2 separate regions of the Columba livia genome follow, and region 1 is linked to region 2. Evidence: chromatin contacts called from public Hi-C data. All regions are on one chromosome and are shown on one strand. Each heading gives the region's core, a stretch centred on a gene start, on an enhancer-like site or on the middle of the called end of the contact. The rest is flanking DNA. Distances are from core to core; before and after follow the strand shown. Region 1 overlaps CEBPA (CCAAT enhancer binding protein alpha). Region 2 has its middle 27 kb from the start of SLC7A10.

Evidence for each region. A called contact is a pair of places that touch in the nucleus more often than the background predicts.
Region 1: a Hi-C map of liver shows a contact between it and region 2, with 2.3 times the contacts expected there. The contact joins two enhancer-like sites. A contact is called at or near these places in 2 of 2 Hi-C or Micro-C datasets (crop and liver).

Annotation. Positions count from the first base shown.
Region 1 is chr13:15,767,518-15,772,603 of bColLiv1.pat.W.v2, reverse strand. It overlaps CEBPA (CCAAT enhancer binding protein alpha), which reads left to right. Exons shown (of 5, transcript XM_065028420.1): 5 at 1-5,086. The coding sequence starts at 2,956. The coding sequence ends at 3,933. Among named protein-coding and RNA genes, the nearest start is that of CEBPA, 15 kb to the left of the region's middle. Within about 2 kb of position 3,508, at least 1 of the 3 cell types and tissues checked has an H3K27ac peak away from gene starts, as active enhancers do.
Region 2 is chr13:15,600,966-15,606,047 of bColLiv1.pat.W.v2, reverse strand. No RefSeq gene overlaps it. Among named protein-coding and RNA genes, the nearest start is that of SLC7A10, 27 kb to the right of the region's middle. Within about 2 kb of position 3,122, at least 1 of the 3 cell types and tissues checked has an H3K27ac peak away from gene starts, as active enhancers do.

The DNA.
Region 1 (5,086 bases), core at 2,259-4,758, 170 kb before region 2:
GAACAAAAGTTTTCTCTTGACATTAGATTTGAAATATTTGGTAAAAGTCACTGTTGATATGAATGCGGAAAAAAAGCATTTGTGCTTGTATGAGGAATGATCAGCTAAACATTACATTCACCTTCAAAGAAGGACAGTAAAAAGACAAAGACTCGTCTTATTTGTCCAAGTCTGGGAACCTCATTTAATACCATATTAAAACAATTTGAACATGAATTTATGTTTTTGTGTAAAAAGAGATTATTTATAAGTTCTTAACTTAGATAAAAGGGTTCTATGTAAAAAAAAATACTGAGCAAACCAGTCTTTAAATTGTGGGGACTTGTTCGTTAATTACAGTAATTAGGAATGGAATCTGATCCTAAACTTTCTGATTTACTTTGAATTTCTTTTAATATGTGGTTAGGCCTTAATTTCGGAATGATTATAAAATGCGAGAGTGTTTTAAGACTTCAGAGGCGTAGGTATTGTTATTAAACGACAAAGTTACACGCTTGGGCTGTTTGATGCAGCACTGACCTTTTATTTTCAACGTGTATGGCCTATTCCTGATTTTGCCAGCTTCAGAGTTAGATAAAGCTCTTTGAAAGCTCCGAGTGTAAACTGCTCACCAGCAACTGTTTCAGATTATATTTCTCCCAGCAAGGAAAAAGTCCAGCACTGGCTTTGTCCCTTTTCTGGGAATGGGTTCCCTTGAGTAGAACAAGCAGAATTTGGACAGTGAGATGCAGTCAGGGACATTTCACTCTGAAACATCTGAAGCATCCAAAACTTGCTTTTGTCACAGACTTGAGGCATTCCCTCTGCATCACGACTTTGTTGGGAGTTCTTACCAGTGTTTTGGTTGTCTAGACAGTGCTACACCGCCCTGTGGAGCACGGAAACACCCCTTTGAGGCACCACTGCTACGTTGAAGCCAACATGTATAATTTTAGAAAACATTGTATAGAAAATAATTGAGGATTGATATTTTTTTCTGCTGATAGTGAAAGGTAAAAACTATGTTCTGTAGCCTGTAAATTAGTCTCCCTGTTGTAATTGCAGAATCCATTCTCCCAAGAGGATACTAGAGTGCGAAAGCCAACTCTCTGCTGTCCTTGCTTTTGCTCATGAAACAGAGGTTCACATGTGCACTGTGTGACACAAAAACATGGGTTCCTGGTACACTGTACTGTTCCCTAAGACCTTCAATTATTTTTAATTGCAAGGAATCTGTAAAATCCTTTCTGAGCAAGGAATTTACTGTCACAAGTTTTTAGTTTACTAGAACATCCAGGGCTAAAAATTATAGCGATATTTTTTTCTCCAGCCATCACTGTTCGGATCATTCTCTCTGCAGATTTTCTTGTAGCAATTTTCAGGCCAGCACCTGCTCCAATGGCCTCGACTCATCCTCTCTCTATGCCAGTTTCAAAGGGGCCTTCTGGACCAGCAGAGCTAAATACTGGTTGGGGCTTCCTAAAATGCACCTTGGGAGGTGTGGAGGGGAGGACAGATACATCTGCTCTGCAGACTGCGAGGGATCGCAGGAGGAGGAAATTATGTGCATCCTCACCGCCCCGAGCTGAAGGGAGCTCCTAGGAAGGCCGTGGCTTCGCACAGGAGCTGCTGCAGGAACATACCCTGCTGCCCCGGGAGAGGAGCCGCGGCGGCTGAGACAGGCGGCTCCTCTCTCCGGTCCCGCCGTGCGGGAACATCGATTGCTTTCTCCGAAGCCGACGGAAAACGGAGGCTGGGAAGGGAAGCAGGGTCTGCGGGGAGGCTGCGCCGCGGGGCCGGGCACCCGCCCGGGTTACCTGGGTGCTGCCGGGTTATCTCGGGTAAACGTCCGGAGTCGGCCCGCGTCCGACACTGGTCAACATTGCTGTGTGTTCATTTGGGGAAATCTATAATTAAATTTACCTGTTTGATTCGTGCGGGAGTGAAGGGGGAGACCCGCGCGCTTATCCCACCCTTCCTGCGTACGGCGAAAGCCGCCGGCGCCGGGAGTGCCCCGCACCGGGCTGCCGCCGCGGGGCTCGGGCAGACGGCCGGGGTCGGGCTGTCCCGTCCCAGGAGGGCAGCTCCGCCGGGCTTGACAGACCGACAATAAGCGCAGAAGAGGGCAGGGCGGTCCCCGGCCGATCACTACCGAGCAGAGCGGAGCCGGGGATCTGCCGCTGCCCCCCGAGGTCTCCGCCCCTGCCCGCCGGGCGCCGTCCGCGGACGGGTCCTAGCGCCGCTCGGGGCCGGGCTCCGCGGGTGAAGCAGCGCCTTGGGTCCCGCAGGCAAACACGGCAGGGCAAATATTCCCGACTGGCCAAATAAGTGCAAGAACGCGCGGGTGATGTTGAACTTTGAGACTTTCTCTGCAGCGCGGCCGGCGAGTCGCTGAGTCGGAGCGCTCGGCGCAGGGATGAGAGCAGGCGGTGGAAATGTACCAGCTGCCTTTGGCCGCCCTGCCACGCTGAGCGGCCCCGGGAAGGGAGGGCACGAAGTCCCCGCTCTGTTTCCTCGGGCCTCTTACCAGCGCGGAGCGTCCTCGGCGGCCGAAGCCCAGCGCCCTGTGCCCGCTGAGTTCGGGGCGTCGGCGGGGAGCCGGGGCGTGCGGGCCACTCTCCCCACGGCGGCTCCCACGGGAGGGCGGGCGGTTCTGCCCTGCCAGGGCGCTAAGACCCGGCTGCGCGGTGGTCAAAGGTTCCCAGCAGGACACTAGAGGGCGATCCCAGGCCCTTCTGCGGGGGTGTGTATATATACGGCACGCAGGACCGAGGCAGCCCACTAGCAACAGGGCAGGCAGGCAGCGAGCGGAGCTCGGGCGGACTGGGGCGAGCCGTTCCGTGCCGCACCGTGCCGCGGTGCCGTTCGCTGCCGCGGGCCGGGGTTCCGCGGGCTTGATAGAGTCGCCGCCGCTGCCCCGTCCGAAACCTGGATTGCAGGAGCCCTTCACCATGCCCGGCACACTGTAGGTGCTTCATGGAGCAAGCCAACTTCTACGAGGTCGATTCCCGGCCCCCGATGAGCAGCGGCCAGCACCACCAGCTCCAGACTCCCCTGCCCGGCAGCGCCTACAGCTACAGAGAGGCTCCCTCGGCGGCGGCACCTGCTACTGGCGGCGCGGAGCTCGGCGACATCTGCGAGAACGAGAACTCCATCGACATCAGCGCCTACATCGACCCCGCCGCCTTCAACGACGAGTTCCTGGCCGACCTCTTCCAGCACAGCAAGCAGCAAGAGAAAGCCAAGGCCATCCTGGCCGGGGATTTCGACTTCCACAGCATGCATGGGGCCGGCGCCGCCGCTTCGGCGCCGGGGCACCAGCAGCAGCACCACCAGCAGCCGCTCTTCGGCTGCGCGGCCGGCTACATGGACGGCAAGCTCGACCCCCTGTACGAGCGCATCGCCGCGCCCGGCTTGCGGCCGCTGGTGATTAAGCAGGAGCCCCGCGAGGAGGAGGAGGTCAAGTCGGCGGCCCTGTCGGCCCTCTACCCCCACCATGCTCTGCAGCAGCACCCGTCCCACCTGCAGTACCAGATCGCCCACTGCGCCCAGACCACCATGCACCTTCAGCCCGGGCACCCCACGCCGCCCCCCACGCCCGTGCCCAGCCCGCACCACCCGCACCATCCGCACCCTCCCGGCGGCCTGCCCGCCGCCGGCGCCCTCAAAATGATGTCCGCGGACCACCGGAGCAAATCGAAAAAGACAGTGGACAAGAACAGCAACGAGTACCGTGTGCGCCGGGAGCGCAACAACATCGCGGTGCGCAAGAGCCGCGACAAGGCCAAGCAGCGCAACGTGGAGACGCAGCAGAAGGTGCTGGAGCTCACCACCGACAACGAGCGGCTGCGCAAGCGGGTGGAGCAGCTCACCCGGGAGCTGGAAACTCTGCGGGGCATCTTCAGGCAGCTGCCCGAGAGCTCGCTGGTGAAGGCCATGGGCAGCTGCGCTTAGCGCCGCGCCGGGACTGGCGGGGCCGCCGCGCCCGCGGCTGCGCTTGCCCTCGCTCACTTCCAGATACTATACATACCGGAGAGCAGCGATCTCAGATTGTTTCGGGGGAGGGAGGGAGTTGGACTTTTGTTTTGCTTTTGTTTTGTTTTGTTTGTTTTTAACAACGACCAATACGAGAAGCCAGGCAGCTGTAGTATTAAAAGATTTGTGCCTTAAGGATGACACACAAATAAGCTGAAAACATGGTGGGTTTTATAAGGAGAAAGGTGGGGGGAAGGAAGAAATTTGAAAGCCCACGTGTCTACACAGGGTAAATAACAATAATAATAATAGTAATAAAGCACAGATAGCAATCCAGATGTGCCTTAAAAGCTGGCTGCAAGAGCTCTGGGGCTTTCTGTTCTCCTCAGCCTGGCTGGTTGTGAGGAAAAAGGGTGAGAGATGTGCAGGCTTGAGGGACGGAGCATTCAGGAGTACTGGCCAGGCCCCCTCAGCAGACCTGCGGTGCAGCAGGCACAGGCAGCTGTGGGGAGGCCAGGGAGAAGCGGGCTGAGGCTGAGAGGCGCGCAGTGCCGGGCACCCATTTGGAGCACTGAGGTGTGGGGCAGCTGCCGGACTGCTGCCAGGAGCCCTGTCTTGTTAGGGTGCAGGGCAGGGGCCGCCGCTGCTGCAGGACTGATGGACAGCCTGGGACTGACAGAGCAGCAGCTTGTGAGGGAGCGTGGTGAGCTTCCTCCACCGAAAGGAAGAGCAGCAGTGTCTTGTACTGTATGTCACGACGTGACGAAGCACAAATGAATAAATACCTATCGATGCGGGTATTTACTATGAACTTTCAGTGTATTTTGCTTTATTCCAGGACATTTAGCTCCTTTCAAAGTCTCTGTCTGTCCAAGCTGTGCCTCATGTAATGTGAAAGCCTTTCCGTGTATACTAGCTACACTTTATTTTTATTGCATTACTTTAAGTAACTAACTCTTTGCCATCACATGACTTTCTTATCTGGTGACAGAGACTATGCCCTTGTGCTGCAATGTTATTTTATTATTTGTATGGGTGGGTGAGTGTGAGTCTGTGTTGCCTTCTTCACATTGTTCTGGGCTGGCCGCTGCCTCCTGACCCCAAGGCAGGGGGGCCTATGATGGAATGTGGG
Region 2 (5,082 bases), core at 1,873-4,372:
TGCATATAAAGCAGAATGCTGAAGAGGACAGACTCATTTGGTAGATTTACCTGGAAACAGGAAAAAAAAAAAGCACAAACCCATGATACTCCCATTAACTTCAGCAGGCTTTGGATCGGGCTCTACTTGCCTGCCTAATTAGGGCTCTTCTGGCTTCCTGGCAGTGAATTTCCAAGAGGCCACCCTGCCAAGACCTCTCCTACTTGCTGCTGACTCTACTACTCCCCCTCCCCAAGGAGGTGGGGGTTCTACAACACAGAAACCAAATACATCCTTTTCAAAACTGCCAAGACATGTATGAATCCAAATGTGCAATCCAAACTTCAGTTCAGCTTTAACAGTATTTCCTTTGTCATATGGAAATTATTGCGTGCTGTGCTCCAAGGAAAATACAGATATCCCAAAGCCTTACACAAAAGTTCAGCCTTTAACACTTTGAAGTAAGATACAAGAGTTGAAAGCTGTGGCAAGCTTTACCAGCCAGATTTATACGACGTGTTTTAATTGCCATCTAGCGGGAATAATGTGAAGCTCCATCTCTCAACACTTCTCACATTACAGCCCTTCATAAAGAAATTGTGTCCTCTCCATCCCAGGTGAACTTGTAGATTTACAGGACACAACTGCCCAGAAGGTGTTTGTTCTGGCTCAGTTCACCTGCACACAGTGACTCATTTTGTCTGGGCCAGGGGATGTCTATCAAAACCAAGTGGTGGTGTTGCCTTTTCATCCTCAAAAACAAAGCTATATCTAATCAGAATAAGCCCCACAATTATCTATGGTCTGAGAAACAAATTATTTCTGTATGCCATTCCCAATGTGAGGCTTTCAGAACCCTGGAAAGACTTAGACTAAGATGCCAGCAGCCCAGACTACATTTACAGCAACTCTTTGGCATTGGTAATGAGAAGATACTGCAATGCTTAGGAATCATAATTCAAATCCCAAATATTTATAGGGAGAGAAAAAAAACATAATTCTTCACTTATAGGTTATTAAATTTTAGGGCTAATTCAAAAAGTAGGCTAGCCCTAATTTACAAACATGTAATAAAAAAAAAAAAATCTTTTCTTATTTTCCAAAAGTAAAGCACTCAGCCTACTAGCAAACTCATTAAGCAAAAGCAATTTCCATTTATAAGAGCTTAGATTCAGCTTTCCAAATACCTCATTTCTATCCTCCAATTAGCATGCCACATATGGAAGATATTACACCAGATACCCTTCACCTTTTGTCCTCAAAGCTATGAGAGGGACCAAGTGTTCCTTATTTCCTGATGAATCCTTAATTACCTGCAATGTGACATATTCCTCCTTCTTTCTTTTTGATCCTAAAATCTAAAAGGCAAAGTCAGCAAGGCACACTGTCTTTCTCTGACCCTTTCATTCTATATATTTCCCAGTCACAGACTTTAAATAATAAACACTTGCAAATGTATAGTACCCATCTGCATTCCCTTTCAGTCTGTCAGTCTTCATAGACCTGGTAGCCTGTTTGTTAACGGCTCAGCTAGATTCGTATCCATGACCAGTTATTTCTCAAAGGGCAACACGGATGTGCTGGACATCAAACTGCTGTCTGCCCAGTGTGGTGCCAGAACCACCAGACCCCAGGCAACCCAGTGGTCAGCAGACATTACAGCACAATCAACGTTTAGTTTGTGACATGACTTCAGATCTCAAATCCTACGTGTTAACACAGGCATCACAGGCTGACACAGATAGCAAGGGAGAAACAAGGAACTGCTGGGGTCACCAAATGAATCTGTCCCTATTCCCCACCTTCCAGCACCACACCACTCCTCACAATAGCCAAGCATGCCAAATAACATTTTTTTTTTTTTTTAGCTAACAAGCCTGACTAAATGTGTGCACCCTTTTGTTTGGCATCCTGTCCTACAAATACAGAAGTTGCTAGGTAATCCAGCTTGCAAAAGAACAGCCAACTAGCACATGGCACTTTACTATCAGCCTGGAGTTCCCATGTTAACAGATCTTAATCAGGGCTAGATTAGCATATTTAAGAAACACTTTTTGTGTAAGTGTGGAATCTTGCCTTTAATATCTGGTCTACGCTAGCAAAGAAGTCTATTGTCTAAAGCTGACAAAGCTCACACTGGCCAACCCTATCCTATATCTGTGAGGATCACCAAACATACTTAATACTTAGGACAGTGACAGTGGGGACGACTACACCAGTAAGACTGCCACTGTTAAGGACTTCACTCAAGAGCGGTTTTACTAGAGCAGGACAAAAATGCAGCTTTGGTGGATAAGCTGTGTCTGTGTTTTGCTCAGGTAGTGTTGTGGTACACCTGCAATCATCTGCATGCTGTACCTATAAAGTGTAAGAATAGCACAAACCCCTTCATCTTATTTTATGCTCTAACCTACTTTAGAATAGGAGGGCAACAAAGCAGTGCAAGCAGTTTTCCAGACAGTACGTCTAGCAGCAAGATAAGTTGTCTTCATCACATCTATGGCCTTGACTGGAAAAGACTGTCTCTCCGGACATGTTTTCTCATTACAAATAGCACAGAAGTCCTGTGTGTTAAAATAATTGTACGGTCACACTTTATAGTGCATGGCAAGTGAGGACAAAAAGACTGTGACCTTCCTATAAAACAATAACCTTATTGAAAGAAGTTCATTATCCCAAAATGATCTGATCTTATTTGTTAATACTGCCTTTCTATTTAAGGCTCATGAACACTCAGCTACAAGAAAAGCCCAATCACATGCTCAAATCCATGTTAAAGTACAAGCACAGTTTATAACTCAACACTTTCTGAATTATTATGTCCTTGGGACACAGAGTTTCTGCTACAATCAGTTATTTTTATTTCTCGTGTAGCAGCGATTCCATCTGGAAACAACACAATTATCTCCTATCCAACAAGACTGCGTGCTTCCATGTGCTACGTGTCATCCCCTGGTATCTCAGCCTTCCCTTGACTTCAGTGTTTCAGTTGAAAAAAGAAAAGGAGAAGCAGGCAGTGGCCTGTTGCATAAGGGGTGCTCAGCCCCTGACAGGACTGGCACCAGCACTGATTGCTGGGACAATTTTCTGAAGGATTGCTCCCTAATGCCGTCTGGATCAAGCCTGACCAGCTACAAGGAAGCTATCAGAGACATTGCAGGCTTTTACTGCTTGGTTATTTGACTACATTTAGGAGCAATATGACCCATCTTACAGTTAAATGCATGATTCAAGGTGCTCGAAGTATCGAAACAGCCAGACATTTTGTGACAATCTACTAATAGCCATTAACATTTTCAAATGAAAAAACCCACAACTCAATGCCAATATTAGTTTAATTACTTACTGTGCTCATAGGGACTAACTTTAAACCATACAAACAAAACTGAAAACCAGTAAGTACCGTGGCTTTTTTTTCAAAACACAGTTAATAAAATAATAGTAATAATGTATCAGAAAAACACAGACGCAACATAATAATTATCCTTCACACTTGCACAGCACGTTTCATCTGAGAAACACAAAGTACTTGAAAGACTAAAATTAATTCTAATTAAACCTTTCAGCATCCTATGTAGTTATTTGACATTTACAGAGCGGTAAGCGAGACTCAGAGGTTTGGTAAGTTGCGCAGGATGATACAGTTTGTCATTGGTGGAGTCAGACCAAAAATCCAGATCCTGGTTTCTTGTTCTGTTTTAACTACCAGGCTACTCTGCCTATTTTGTTCAGCATCAGGTTTTCTGCTATAATAAAACGACAGATGAAGCAAAGGGGAGAGCAACCTATTTGTATTCAAAAATTGTGAGATTTAATGGCGAGCTAAATTGTTTTAATAACTGACTATTTTCTTCAGGCTCTACATATGCTTCTCCTTTCCCCAGTTTTCCATCTCATACATAGTCTAAGCATGTTGAATCAAGCACCACCAGGACAGAAATTACCTCTGGAAGGGAAAGGTTTTGTCTGTCCACACAAGACGCATTTTTCAAATCCAGAATTATTTCAAAATACATATAATAGCAGCGGCCATCACAGGTAGTGTTTTCCATTAGAAATAATTGTTAAAACATACATATTTAACTAACTGTATTTTAATGAGACTTTTTCTCTTTAATTATTATTCGGTTCTTAGGAAAGGAGGAGGGAAACTGAAGAAGCCAGACAAGAGAAAAGATAGTGAGGGATTAAAAAGAAAGAAGGTGCCAATCAGATAATTGCTTAGACCAAAGATAAACACTTTCTAAAGCGTTAAAATAACATTTCACATTACAAGAGATGTAACATCTGCAAAATAACAGATTTTTTTTTTTCAGGTTTTTTTTTTTCTTAGCTTATTAAATAATTACAATGTAGCCTTTTTCAACCACTGAAACTTGTTGAAAATGTGTCTCAGATCTATTATTTTAAAATTACCAGCAAACATAATAATCACGGCAATTATTTGCAGGTCATCAAGGAAAAGACATAATCTACAAGAACCAACAATTCTGAATGCTGATATCTTTGTTTCAACAATATCATTCAAAACGTAATTGATTTCATTGAGAATTTGGTACATAGACATGGACATTTGGGAAATGGGGAGAAAACTATTACTAATTCATAAAGAAAATTTAAATTTCATCATCCCAGACCATACATAATTGCTACTGGCCAAGAAACTGAGACTGACAGTGTTTAAATACAGTTTAACATTGTGAGTCCTTCCTATGTAAAGGAAAACAGGATGGAAAATTATAAATCTGACTGTAACCATCCATAAAGGGACAAAATCAAAGGAATAACGATAGGGCAAATCCTTATGCTTAAGGTAATTGAAACACATTGCACACAGAGGACTGAGTCTGTTTAAAAGTACATATGCTGAATTCACCCATTTTTTCATGGAGAAATTACTTACCCTCGTGAGTAGAAACATATCTCGTACTTTTGTGCCACAGTATTGAAAAATCTGGCCTATAATAAGTAATTTATGGAACTAAGATACACAGAATCACATACAAATCACAGAATAGCAGAGATTGGAAGGGACCTTTGGAGGCCCCTTGCCCAACGCCCATGCTCAGCACAGAGACAGCTAGAGCAGGCTGGTCAAGGCTC